Linked DNA regions of Mus musculus: regions 1 and 3 are each linked to region 2. Evidence: chromatin contacts called from public promoter capture Hi-C data. All regions are on one chromosome and are shown on one strand. Each heading gives the region's core, a stretch centred on a gene start, on an enhancer-like site or on the middle of the called end of the contact. The rest is flanking DNA. Distances are from core to core; before and after follow the strand shown.

Region 1 (4,705 bases), core at 1,156-3,655, 350 kb before region 2:
GGAACTCATGATGCCTTTGCCTCAGCCTCTCCTGAGTGCTGAGGTTACAGTCTTGCACTGCTTTGCCCAGCATGTAGGTCTACATAGGAAGAAGGAAAAGATTACTGAAGCCAACGGGCTTCTGAAAGGGAGGAGCACACAAGGGGATGGAGGGGGAAGTTAAGACAAAATGGGGGCAATATAAGTACTTTCCTAGTGTTGCTGCTGGAGAATAAATTAACTTGTATATTTAAAATACATATTACATCTCACATATGTAGCCAGGTCAGTAAGATTACTATTAAATTCTATTTTATTTCTTTTCTGGAGCGTGGGTATATGCACGTGAGTATGTATTCAAATGCTTGAGAGTTAGGAGGCCAAAGAAGGATATCAGGTGTCCTGCTGTGTTACCTTTGAGATAGAGTCTCTTGCTGAACTTAGAGTTAGGGCCAGAGGCCAGAGAGCCTCAGCAGTTCTCCTGACTCAACCCCACACAGTTCTAGGAGGGCTTATGCAGCCATATGCAGCTTTTTACAAGGGCTCTGGGCTCCAAGCTCAGGTCTTAAGAATACTTCTGTTCTTCTGGAGGACTACAGTTCAATTCCAAGCACTAAAGCCCATTCCCAGCTCACAGCTACCTGTAACTGCAGCTCCAAAGGTCCCAACCCTGGCCTCTTCTGGGTCCCCTATGCACAGACAAATACTGGCACACAGATATAAACATAAATCAAAGCAAAAGCAATACAAGACAAAAAACGAACTGCATGATAGTTCCTTTAGCTCAGTGTTAGACATTTAGTGGGTAGATGCTATGTCAGGAGAATTTTGGCAGTGGCTGCTCAACAGCCTTCATTGTTGATTGGTCAGTTAGTGTGTCCTAGCAATGTGGAGATGCCTGCCAAGGATTTAGGGACGGACACACAGCTGGCAAATGTGAAAGATTAGCACATTATCCTAGAGGGGAAAGCATCCAAGAGGGACGCATTGTGTACTGAGATGATTTACCTGGGTTGGAAAGTGCCCAAGACATCCCAGGCCACGCCTTTGGCTTAACTGGCAATGGTGTTGCAGAGATGATGTAGGTAACTGTCCTCTTGTGACTGTAGATTAACACTCCGGAGCAGTCCAAGTTCTAATTATGCTCACGGTGGCTGAGCTAACAACCATTAACCCAGCTTTACCACTGACAGGTATTGTGATCTTCAGTAATTATTCAACTCCACTCTCCACGTTCCTTAGCTGTGAAAGTAGAGCAACACTCTAAAGTCACCCAAACACTGGCAAGAACAAATGGTATAAGTAGCTGTAAGTCCTATAAATTCTTCAAAGTATATATTTGCTGTGTAGGGGGTTAGGCACTGTCTCACTCTTGTGCAGAGGTGTAATTAACAACTGGCATTGTGAACACCATACACATCTTTTATTCTCTGGTTCTTTCATTTGCCTGCTTAAATACACTCGCTCATTTGGACATTGTTTCCATTTCCCTGGGTATACTTGGACCCAGGGGGAAAAGGTCTTAAATGACTTTTGCCTTTAAGATTCTTTGCAACCCGGTCTCACTTAAACAGATTTATGCAGTCTGAAGGTTGGAGTGAGATTTCTGCCTATAATGAATTGTAGAGGTGCCAACTCCATAATTTTCTGTGAAAAATCTGGCATGCTCTGCCACTGAAGTTTAAAGATAATTTGCCTGAATCTCTTCAACCAAATGAAGCGTTCTAATCAATTATGAGCAGAGGCAATGAGATACAGTGTAGAGTCTACAGGGATTTGTGACGCAGTCAGCATCGATCTCCATCAAAGTTGTAAGGGAGCAGTGGCAGTCGAAGGCACTAATATTTACAATGCCAAGTGATGACCGCACAGGCAGCATGGCCTACTCTGGAAGCAATTGCCTATCATTTTCGCGGATGACTTGAATGAATGTCAGAGCTGTCAGTCACAGTTGTCCTTCAGAGTCCTCCAGTTTATCCATCTCATTTACAAGGAAGAGAAAATAGACGCACAAAGGAAGAGTGATTTGAACAAGATGCAGATCTCGAATGCAGGTCTTCTGATATGGATCACTTAGTATCTACAGCAGGGGCATGAAAGTCCACAGCAGGGAGGCAGTCTTGTTGGCTCACTCGGGGATCCAGAGTTTACAGTTCCAAAGGAAACAAAACCGCACCAAAACAGAGGTCAGGACAGTCTTCGCACCTGTCACAATTCTTGCGGAAGGCTGAGAAGGGGGGTGACAAGGTAGCACCAGGTGTGGGAAAGGCGGAGCTACGAGTTGATGAAGCTGGACCCGGGGCGGAGCCTAGAAGGACAGGGTGTGGGCTCTGGGGGCGGGGCTGCGGGCCATAGGGGCGGGGCTAAGCGCCGCGGCTCCGCCCTCGAGCTCCGCGGGCCTTCCACCGAGTGGTAAGGTGGGCTTCGTGCAGAAGCTGAAGAGCGAGCGGCGAGCGGCTTCCGAGAAACGAGCGGATTTCGGCGGCAGCTCTTGTGCTCCGTCCCTCAGGGCCCGGAGTAATCCGCGAGGCAGCCGTCGGCGGGCGGACGGGCGATGGCGGCGCGGGGGTCGCGGCGGCGCGCGCTGCGCCTGCTCTTGATGGTGCAGCTGCTGGCGGGGCGCTGGCGGCCGGCCGGGGCGGCGCGGGGCGCGCGGGGAGGTGAGCCGGGGCGGGGCTGAGGGTCGCGGGGCCCCGCAGCAGGGCTCCGCTCCCTTTCCCTTTCTTCTGAAAATTCGGGATGAGGTTCCAGGTTAGCACCCAAAAGCAAAGAAAAGGCCGGTTTTGGCGTTCGGTGGCTGTCACCGTTGGGCGGCTGGTGTAGGGCGTGCCTCGGTACAACTTTCCAAGAGCGTGCTGCTGTCATCGGGCTTCCCACTTGGTGGCTGGTTCTCGGTGTGGAGACTTTGGGCTTAATGTTCGCCTTTGAGACTTTATAGTTTACCCTCTTCTCCCTCACTCCTGGCAGCATCTTGGCCAGAAGAAGCAAACGTTTGCAGAAGAAACGTTTGCTAGGCAGTTCACATGCCCAGACTTCGGGACTCAAGGATTGTATCTGGGTTCCTCGCTCTTTTGGAACAGGGCTCGCGCGTACCACCCTCCCAGCTCGACCCTCCACGTTCTCCCGCGCCCCATCTCCCTCCCCTGGTTAGCGTTTCAGATGTTGTGGGTTGGGATAGAAACAAACAAAACAACCTAGCTAGTACTTTGAATTTACAGTGCTTTAGCATATTTTAGTCCGCCCTTTTAAGAACTTTGGAAAAAAATACTACCGTTTCTGGAGCACCTGTGGTGTGTCCTATATTAGAGAAGGTGCGGCTCCTTTAAGTGGAGGGTCGCTGCACTCAAAGCTCAGTTTTATTGAGATGAGGAAATCTGGCAGACCTTTCTTTCCTTAAGGTTCTTAAATTGTGAGTCCTGGTTTTCTTTAGGAAGTGGTAACTTCGCAGGCTAGGATTCCCGATTACAGGACCGGTCTACTGAAGAGATGAAATCTTTGCAGAGTGTAAACAGTTTAGAGAAGGAAAGGGGTGCCCTTGTCTTAATTTATGTCCCCAGTGTGTCTTGTCTTAAGACAGAATTCTCTCCACTGCGTTCTTCCGTTGAACCAGGAGGACAACACTGCTTGCTTTTCTCATCCGTTTTCAGGATTGATTGGTGCATATAAAACGCCAGGCAGTGCCTGACAGCCTAGAAAATGGTATCCCTGCCACTCTTGATGGAGCTGGGAATTTTGAAAAGGTTTCTCTGTTTTAAGATAAATCATTGTTGCTGATTCTTCAATGGTGTAAACTGCTAACTCTTGTGAGGCTTGGTGTTTTAACCAGACTTGATGACCTACTCCTTTCTTTTCCCACTCGGTGAGACTTCTTTAATACTAAGCATCTTTATACTAGTTTCCCCCCCCCCCCATGCGAGCTCCTTAAGATCCGATTCCTTTGTGTGTGGGTATGCGCATGTGCTGGTAGAGGAGAGATCAGCCTTGGATATTGTTCCTGGGGGTGGGGGAGCTGTCCAATTTGGTTGTTTTGTTTGTTTGTTGTTGTTTGTGACAGTCTTTCACTGTGACCTGGGGCTCGTGGTTAGGATAGGCCAGTTGACAATCCTGCTGAATTCCATGGATCTGCCTGTCTCTGCCTTCCTAGTGTTGGGATTACTAGGGCCTCCTTGCCAGGCCTTTTACATTTTGCTGTGGGTTAAACCTAGGTCCTTGTGCTGTGCAGCAAACACTCGACAAGCTGAGCCATCTCCCAACCCTCAAGACCTGCTCTGCTTTTCCGTTTATCTTGGTATCCTTAATACCTGGTTTATTATAGGAGACTAGTGGATGTTTATAAATGAGTGGATGGAATAATAATAATGGATATTTTCTCACATGTAAGAAAAGGCCATTACATATTCCCCTCTACAGCTCTAAACTTCTTAAGTTCTGTGCATTCTAAATGAGTGCCTTGAAGAAGACACTGATACAGAGTGATATTGTTGCGCATTTGCAAATAAATGTTAATATGCTTTTGTGTTCTACTACCTCTGAATTCTCAGTGGCTGTCTGTATGGAGTTAAGAGACCTAGGAACTGGCTGTGGGTTATTTATTTATTTATTTATTTATTTGGCTTATTCAACTTTGCTGACTCCTTATCTCTCCCTCTTTTAGATGATAGAGTGGAGGTGGATGTTTTTCAGAGAATTGATTTTATATTTATGTTTTATTGTTCTCATATTCATC
Region 2 (4,329 bases), core at 1,370-3,869:
TCCCAAGTCAATCTTCTGGAAATTAGATTGCAATGCGCTTGAGAGGCTCCACAATCTGACTCTAAACAAGTGTTTGTTACTGATTCATGAAGACCGAGCAAGCTGAATAGCAATAGTGAGACGCCTGCTGTGGGTTTCAGTTTTAGAGCAGTGTGGTAATCCTTCTCTGGATCTCAGGATTTGGTGTATATGAGAAGAAGAACAGGCAACATTAGAGAAAGTAGAGCGACATCTTGTCGCTATGTCCCCAGTCCTCCTCCCCCGTGTGCACGAGTTTGTGTGTGTGAGTGAATATCATCGAGCTAAGGTTTCAACACCCTAAAGAAATCAGGATTTTAATTCGGGCATGTGTTGTGGTAGTGACACACCACCAGGGGGAAGCATAGAGCTGACAAGTTGCAAATGTTAGGGGATTTTTTTAATTTCCATAGGGTTTCCGGGAAGGGTAGAGAGAGAAAAGACACGTGTAACTGGGCATACAGCTGAGTGGCAGAACCCTTGGGTAGCACAAATGAGGCCAGGATTCAATCGCCAGTGCTGCAAAACCAAACAAGCCAGAACGAAATGGCAAAAGATGTCCTTGTGTTCCTCTCTAGTTCCTCTTAGATAACCATGGTAGAAAAAAATGTTACCCTAAAGTGACATTGTAAGTAACGTTTTAAAGTAATATCTTCAAGTAACATCTTTAACACTTACACTTAAAAGAAAAAAAAATGTATTAGAATACAAAGTTTCTGGATAAATGGATGTAGTCTAATTTTTCTCCCTGAAAATACTTGCACTACTCTTAATATTTAATTAGAGTTTTCTTTAATTAGCCTTTCTTTGACTTACAGTTTAGAGTCCATCATTGAGCAAAGCCAAGACCTGATGCAGAGGCAGTGGGAGAACACTGCTTGCTAGCTTGAATAGCCTGCTTTCTTATAGTAAGGAGGACCACCTACCCAATGGTGGCACCGCCCACAGTGTGGGAAGGCACAGCTGGACCCTTCAACATCAATCTATGTCTACAGGCTAATCTAGTGGAGACAACTCTTGGAGTGGATTCAGCCACTAACAACACACACACACACACACACAGAGAGAGAGAGAGAGAGAGAGAGAGAGAGAGAGAGAGAGAGAGAGAGTTTTCTTTCTTTTTTCTTTCTTTTCTTTCTTTCCAACAATGTCTCCCATTCGGTAGGGTAGTCTGTCTCCTCCCTCTTGATTTTCTGGCACATGGGGTAGGGGTGGGGAGTGATTAGTTTCATGCAATCTCATTAATTCCAGGGATTATTGTTTGTGCTTGTTATTGGAGTCTAATTCAGGAAATCTTTGTATCTCAATGTTTTGCCAGATGGCTAACCAGCGAAACACTGTCATGAATGCTGTTCAAAGCCCTTAAGGAAACTTAAGTGTAGTTCTACTAAATGGGGGGTCACGGGGAGGTAGTATGGAGGGAGGACAGCATTTCTACTTTCCAGTCTATTTATGCCTAGAACCAGTAGGGGGAAATCCTGTCAAGCCAAATAACTTCTACAACTGTTTTCTCCAAGGACCCCCTGCCCCCCGAAATTAGACATTACAGATGGTTAAGAAATGTTGGTAGGTGAGGACTAAACAAAGACATACTTTTCCATGTACATTCCTTGTCTAGACATTTCTGTATCTATTAAAAAACCGATCCGAGCCCTTCAGGCGGTTCTATGTATGGTCTGGGTTTTAAAGCTTTCAATTCTAATTTCTACCGTTTTGCTAGTGGAAGAGAAGGCAAGAAAGTCGCAGGCGTTCCTGAAGGCCACGTGAACCTAACCAAATAGTGATTATTCTGGAGGGGAAGCCAATGGGGGAGAACCCCAAAGTCACTCAGGAACTTTGTGCCCTAGAGAAAGAAGGGTTTCCGATCTTTAAAGTATCTAACATAAGAAGGCCAAAACCCCAAAGGAAAGCGGCTATTTTTAAAAAACTGTTTTTAAAAACTGTTCACAGCAGTAAGCTTTTTTTTTTTTTCCTTTTCACACGTGAGGCTTTTTTTTTTTTTTTTTAAACCCCCAGATTGCTCAGTCACTCTGTCTACTCTAGGCATTCTCAATCGGGACAGGCGCTTCAAGGGCAGAAAACTCTTCATTTACAATACATGACCAACACGCACAGTGTATCTGTCACGTGAGAATGTGATGGGGACCACCGAGGGGTGGGCAATGCCTTCAAAGGCTCCTTGGGGCAATGCACACACCAGGGGCGGCAGGCAGAAACCTCGGAGGACACTGCGCGCCGCTACTCACAGCACAGTGTGTGAAAACGCACCCAGGGCGGTACCGTGGGACCGCAGGCGCCCGCCCGCCCTCGGCCGCACCAGCCAGCCTCCGCTTCGAGCTCCTGCCCCCTGTCACCCGCGCCACGAGGCCCGCTTGCCCTTCGCCGGGGGTGACTGCCCACACGCGGCCCCCGCTGGTCGCAGTTTCCTAGACAGCCGCGCGGCCCCTCTGCAGCCTCCGGAACGCGCGAGCGGGAGCGGGAGCGGGCAGCGAGAGCGCAGGCGCGGGCCCGGGAGAGCCGCCGTCCCGAAAGCGCGTGCGCGCGCGCTCGAGCGGGGTGGGCGGAGGGGCGGAGGGAGCGGCGGGGCCGCGAGGGGGCGGGGGGGTGGGGGGGCGGAGAGGGGAGCCCCGGGAGCGGGAGCGCGGGCCCGGCGCTGCAGAGCAGAGCGAATCCTGAGCTCCGGCAGCAGGTACGTGTTCTTGCAGCCGGCAGCCGCCGGGGCTTCCCCGGCTGTGGCCCGGGCGGGCGGGTGAGGGAGGCAAAGGTAGGGGCCGGATCGTGGTTTGCAGGGTGACTGCCCTGGAGGACTAGGATCCTGCAGCTGACCTTCATGTCCCGGGCTGGGGAGCCGGACGACCATCCTCTGGGGAGCACGGGGTCTTCAGATCCAGACTGGGGATCTGCTTGTCACATGCTTCTTATTTATTTTTGCAAACTGTCCTGGTTCGGGTCCAGCTGCGGATGCCTTCCCTCCTATTCTTTGCCTCTGTGTGCCATCTTGCATTTATTAATAAAACATGAAAGCTGGGGGTGCGGGAGGTTTGCTTCTAAGGGGAATCCCATTGCAGTATAGCAAGTGGACGCCTATTTTCGGTTTTCAGACGTGGTGTAGAGGTGGAAATCCCACACCCTAGGGGTTTGTGGCTTTGCTGGTCGTGACCACTTCCTAGTGGGCTTCCCCGGTTTGTCGCTAGGTGCCCCAGCGGCAGGATGGACGGTCTGGAAAGGATGGAGGGTTTCATGTCAGCCTGGCGTACTGTTCCGAGGACAGGTGCAGACAGTTCCCTGCTTGCTAACTTGCCAGGGAGGTTTAAACCCAGGAAAGAAATTCTTTCTAAATTGTTAATAGGAGGCCTTGAATTGAGCATCTGAGTCTTGCTTACTCAGACTCATCGCGGTTTTGCATCTGAAGCCGATTAAAGCTAGCCACCTGTTGGAAGTCAGACCCCATACTCCATTCTGTTTCATAGTCACCAATACTGAAATAATGAGGTCCGTAAGACCCCATTCTATCCTCTTTAAATGTGTTGCCTGCCAATTCTTTCTTTTGAAATAAATTCTCATTTTTTCCATTATATAGTTTAGACTGAAATATGATTTACTTATATTCCATATACATACATCACCATATTCTAAGCACTGGGTTTCTCTTCAGGGTATATTATCTATTTCCCTAGCTTTAACTTGGCTGTGAAGAAGAGTGGGGAAAGTGGACTGTATGTAACTGCTCCCTATGGCCCTCCCCCAGGAATAATATAGTGAAAAGAACAGAAAGAGCCGGAAGCACAAAATGAAAATGACTCGCAAGCTGTGGGGGTCCAGCAGCTGGACTGTGGTACCACATTAAACCAGGAGATGTACTTGTAGGGACCCAGTGCTGAGCTAAACGCCATTTGTGGCTCATTTCCTTGGGTCTTCACTGCAAGGCTGTCATCTCTGTGTTGGAGATGAAGAAGCTGGCACTTAAGGGGTTAACTGACTTACCCAAGGTCGCTCAGTCAGGAGCAGGGTAAAGATCCAGTTCATCTGCATCACACCCGATTGCAGATTGCAGGACGCTGGGGGCTCAGCATTCAACTTCAGTGTTGCTACCCCATCCGTCTTTTCATTAAGATCGGGTTCACGTGTGAGCGCATAGGCCCTGATGCAATTTTCCATTTCACAGATCCCGTACCAATTTTGTGGCTTTCCAAGATGAGAAACTGGTGTTCATGAGTGGCACCGCGTGTAATTTCTTTTGTGGTGACACTGAGCCTATTTTTAAACACAGGGTCCAAGGCATCCTGCATTAAAACTACCTCACATAATCAA
Region 3 (4,145 bases), core at 978-3,477, 410 kb before region 2:
GCTGGGATTAAAGTTATGCGCCACCACTGCCCTGCTCTGCTTCAACCCGAGTGCTGGGATTAAAGTTATGCGCCACCACTGCCCTGCTCTGCTTCAACCTCTTAAGTGCTAGCATTACACACCCATCACTATACTGTGCAATATAGTTCCAAAAAGTGTCCAGGGATGTCTGAGGAAATGGCTCAGTGGGTAAGAGTACTTGCTGCCCAGACATAAAGACCTGAGTTCAGATCCAAAGAACCCATGAAAAAAACAGCCAAATTAATTTCTGTGTACATTTCTGCCACCCCAGTGCTGAGTCAGGGACAGAAGGATCACTGGAGCTTTCTCACTGCCAACCCAACTGAAAAAATTAACTCCAAATGAGAGGCCCTGTCTCAAGGGGAAAAGCACAGATCAGGTACTGGAAAAGATGGAAAATCCTCTTCACCAGTGTGTGTGCACATACATGTGTGGGCACACACATGCAAGCAGAATGTACAGGGAAATGGAAGCAGGTACAAACCAAAGAAGGCAATTGTGACGTCTGTTGTCCTGTGCCTTCAGTTTTCACAATTTCAGCATTCAATCCTCATTCTCATCTTTTTTTCCCCAGGCCGTGAGGAGAAAGAAAACGGATCAGTAGCAGTAGGAAAGTGAGAGAAGGTGTAGCGAATTCAGACACTGCAGAGAGGCCTCAGAAAGCAAACATGGTTACAGGAGACTCAAGTCACAGTCGCCAACATCAGAAAGTGCAGAAAGGTCGTCCCTATTTGAAGATTAGAAAAGAAATGTGCTAGGCAATGGTGAGGCATGCCTTCAATCCCAGCACTCCAGAGGCAGAAGCAGGTGTTCAAGGCTGGCCTGGGCTTCAGATGGAGTTCCTGGACAGCCAGGGCTACACAGAGAAATTCTGTCTCGAACCTCCCCACCTTCCCCCATCCCACACAAAGAAAAAGAAAAACAGATAAACATATTTCTAAAGGGGGCAAAGGAAATTTCTCATTACGATAGGTGTTGACGGGGATTGGAGAGACTATCCGAGTTAATAATCCCAGCACTTGGGAGGCAGAGGCAGGCAGATTTCTGAGTTCGAGTCCAGCCTGGTCTACAAAGTGAGTTCCAGGACAGCCACGGCTATACAGAGAAACCCTGTCTCGGAAACAACAACAACAACAATCATTCATCATCATCATCAGAGTAACGATAGCACCCATGAGTATGCCAGAACAAGAAAAAACAAGTGAGATATGCATACAGCACCATAACATAAGGAGAGCAAATTGCAAACCTGAGTGACAGGTGTACAGGACTCTTCCAGCAGGGAGTGCTCTGGTCTATCAAAAAGGTCCTGCTTAGCTGGAGGAAGGCATCCAGCTATGTGGCTTAGTGTGGTGGTTTGAATATGCTTGACCCAGGGAGTGGCACTATTTGGAGGTGTGGCCTTTCTGGAGTGGGTGTGGCCTTGGAGGAAACGAGTCGCTGTTGGCATGGGCTTTGAGACCCTACAAGCTGCCTGAGGATGCTGCTTTCTTTCTCTCTCTCTCTCTATTGTACTTCGTTACCCCGCTTAAAAACTGGTGCTACCGCCTAGATCCTGAACTGGGAGTTGGTAAGCACGGTCTGGTTAAGTAAGGGTCTATGCCCTTTAGACTTCAGTTCCCGCCAGCACAGACAGTGTAGGTCTGTTTAATAAATGAAGCCTTTTCAGATTGGGACATGCTAGTACAAAGACAGCGAGCCCCATTTCCTCACAGAGAGGGACCGATCCTTGTAGTTTCAGAACCAGGATTCCTTTCTGGGGAGAATGAACCTCTAGTCAACCTCTATGAAGATGGCCTTCAGGATACTCTCTTCTAGAAAGAGCTGGATGGAGTGAGGAAAGAAAGGCAAGATGCTATCTCTCCTGGCAGCTTGCTGACAGACTTGTGCTCCAAGTCGCTGCCAGGACTAAGCCAACCTGGTGAGAATTGACAGATACCACTCAAACCCCAAGGCCTACTAATTGGCTACTTGAGAGCCAATCAGAAACGAGTTTTGACTAGAGAGCCGAGATTGACAAGGTTGTCGGATTCCAGACAGCCAATCAGAAGCCAGATCTCTGAACTCTATTGGTGGGATGGAGAGGGTTGGGCCAGAACTGTCAGTAGTGTGTACTGACTGGGCGGAGGGATGTGGGAGGAGCCAATAGGAAGGCGGGGCTCGCAGCGGCGGCGGGTCCGGCCCCACCTCCTGCACCGCAACCACTAGCTGACTGAGGGGAGAGAGCAATCGGCCTCAGGACGTCCGGTCGCTGTGCGTGAGAGGAGGTGGAAGAGACTGAAGCGAGTCAAGGGTCTCTCTGAGGGGACATCCCCGAGAAGCGGCGGCGGGCTCCTGCAACCCTTGCGCTCCTCAAACTCACTGCGTGCTGACGCGGCAGGTCACTGCCCAGCCCCAGCCCTGCTGAGATTTCAGTGCGCAGTTTTGAGGGTCCCACCCTCCGCGGGCCTGCATGGTTTGGGGGTGGAAGCCATCCTAAGGCTCCTCTGGACCTGAGACAGGCCGGGAACGGGTTGTGGGCCACCTCCCTCCCATCGGCGTCTTTCGCTCCTCAGCAAGACCCCCTGGAAGTGAGTCTTGCTTCCAATCGCCCTTGGAGTGTAGAGTTCCTGCAGCCCGTGAGCTGTGAGTGGAGGCAACTCACGAAATAAGTGCAGGGAACATCACTGCCTGCTTCCCAAGCCTGGAAGCTCACAGCAGAGGGGTCGTCGAAGACAGACGTGGAGAAAGTGCTAAGGCAGAAGTCACAAAGACTTTGTAACACTTTAGGAGAAGGTGAGAGGAAAGACTAGTTTATGTATTATTATTATTTTATTCTTGTGTACTTTTCACCAAGTGCAGAGTGTAAGATCCACTCCCTCTCCATTCCCCTCTCATGCAGCGAAAAATTATGGAGTCTGGTGCAAACCTCCTGCTTAGAAGTCCTTACTGTTTGAGGTTGTTTTTGTTTGTTTGTTTGTTTGTTTGTTTCCGGCTCTAAATATTGTTGACAAGAAGTATACTAACATCTATATAGATTTCGATTCGCTCTCCACTCTCTCCACACATGGGGCGCATTTGATGAAAATGGATGTCTCTGTTGTTCTATTTTTATTTTTTAAGTTTTTTCTTTATGTGTATTTGCTTTCAGTAGCATGTTTCAATGTGTGTCCTTTTTTTTCAGGTTGTGGAGTTCTTTCTATATTCAGCAAAAAGGCTCAAAATTCTTCGTTGAACTCTTTTAGAGGCAGTGTGGCTAAAGTTACGGAGGTTGGCTGCCCAGCTGGTGCTAGGACTTTTCACAGCTCAGTAACTGTTTGGTACCAGGTTGTCCTGTGACCAGACCTGCCAACAGTACTTTGTAAACAGGACTTTGCTTTAACAAATAGGACTCTTCAAAGAGATAATTAACAAGCCCCCTTTAAGGACATGGGGATGTTTTCTGGAGATTGGCCTTCACCAATTGCCTTCAACAGTCTTCAATTTTAATAGCTTTTTCTTTTTGAGACAAAGTCTCTCACAGTAGCCGGGGCTAGCTTGGAACTCAATAGGTAGTCTGGACTGACCTTCAACTAGCAGCAATCTTATTGTCCTGTCTCTGGATTGGCAGGATAGCAGATGTGAGCTACCACACCCAGCTCCCTGTCAAATCCCTATCAAGCTCACTGTTGTTTTTAATACCCTTAAATTCTTTCAGACCTGAGAGGATTTCATCTTGGAGTTAGGGTTTCAGTTCACATTACATCCTGAGCACTAGCCTTATTCTATAAATATATTCAGAAGGAATGTTTAAAATTCCTTGTAAAGTCTTAGAGCCAAAAGCAGTGTAACAGGATGTATCAGTTTCCAGAAGTTTCAGGTGCAAAGATTCTTTTGAAGCCCTGTTTAGTCTTTGTGATCATAAGTTTAGTGTCAACACCTGAAGGGCTTAATTGGCTTCTGAAAGCAAATACTGTGGTCAGAAGGTAAACATGAGAAGTGTTTGTCAAGAATACAACAGCTTGGTTGGGCACATGTTTTACTTCGTAGAGACCTTGCCTAACATGCGCGAGGTCCCGAGTTTGATCCCTAGCGCCAAATAAGCCAAGCATGGTGGTACATGGGAGGTAGAGGCAGGAGGATCAGAAATTGAAGGCTATCTAATA

The links. Capture Hi-C pulls out chosen DNA fragments and counts their contacts.
Region 1: a promoter capture Hi-C map of liver shows a contact between it and region 2. The contact joins the promoter of Chrna5 here to the promoter of Tmem266 in region 2. A contact is called at or near these places in 3 of 39 promoter capture datasets (the C10 cell line, hippocampal neurons and pre-B cells), 2 of 484 Hi-C or Micro-C datasets (both in embryonic stem cells), 2 of 115 datasets of contacts at active chromatin or transcription factors (astrocytes and embryonic forebrain) and 5 of 9 other capture datasets (adipose tissue, embryonic stem cells, liver and 2 more).
Region 3: a promoter capture Hi-C map of adipose tissue shows a contact between it and region 2. The contact joins the promoter of Hykk here to the promoter of Tmem266 in region 2. A contact is called at or near these places in 1 of 39 promoter capture datasets (cranial neural crest), 1 of 15 datasets of contacts at CTCF or cohesin (pro-B cells), 5 of 484 Hi-C or Micro-C datasets (adipose-derived mesenchymal stem cells, cortical neurons, cranial neural crest and 1 more), 4 of 115 datasets of contacts at active chromatin or transcription factors (the NIH/3T3 cell line, astrocytes, bone marrow-derived macrophages and 1 more) and 2 of 9 other capture datasets (adipose tissue and liver).

The regions. Positions count from the first base shown.
Region 1 is chr9:54,979,083-54,983,787 of GRCm38.p6, forward strand. Chrna5 (cholinergic receptor, nicotinic, alpha polypeptide 5) reads left to right here and starts at 2,406. Exons shown (of 6, transcript NM_001373901.1): 1 at 2,406-2,639. The coding sequence starts at 2,534.
Region 2 is chr9:55,324,294-55,328,622 of GRCm38.p6, forward strand. Tmem266 (transmembrane protein 266) reads left to right here and starts at 2,620. Exons shown (of 11, transcript NM_172923.4): 1 at 2,620-2,707.
Region 3 is chr9:54,915,063-54,919,207 of GRCm38.p6, forward strand. It overlaps Hykk (hydroxylysine kinase 1), which reads left to right and starts at 2,228. Exons shown (of 5, transcript NM_177351.4): 1 at 2,228-2,796.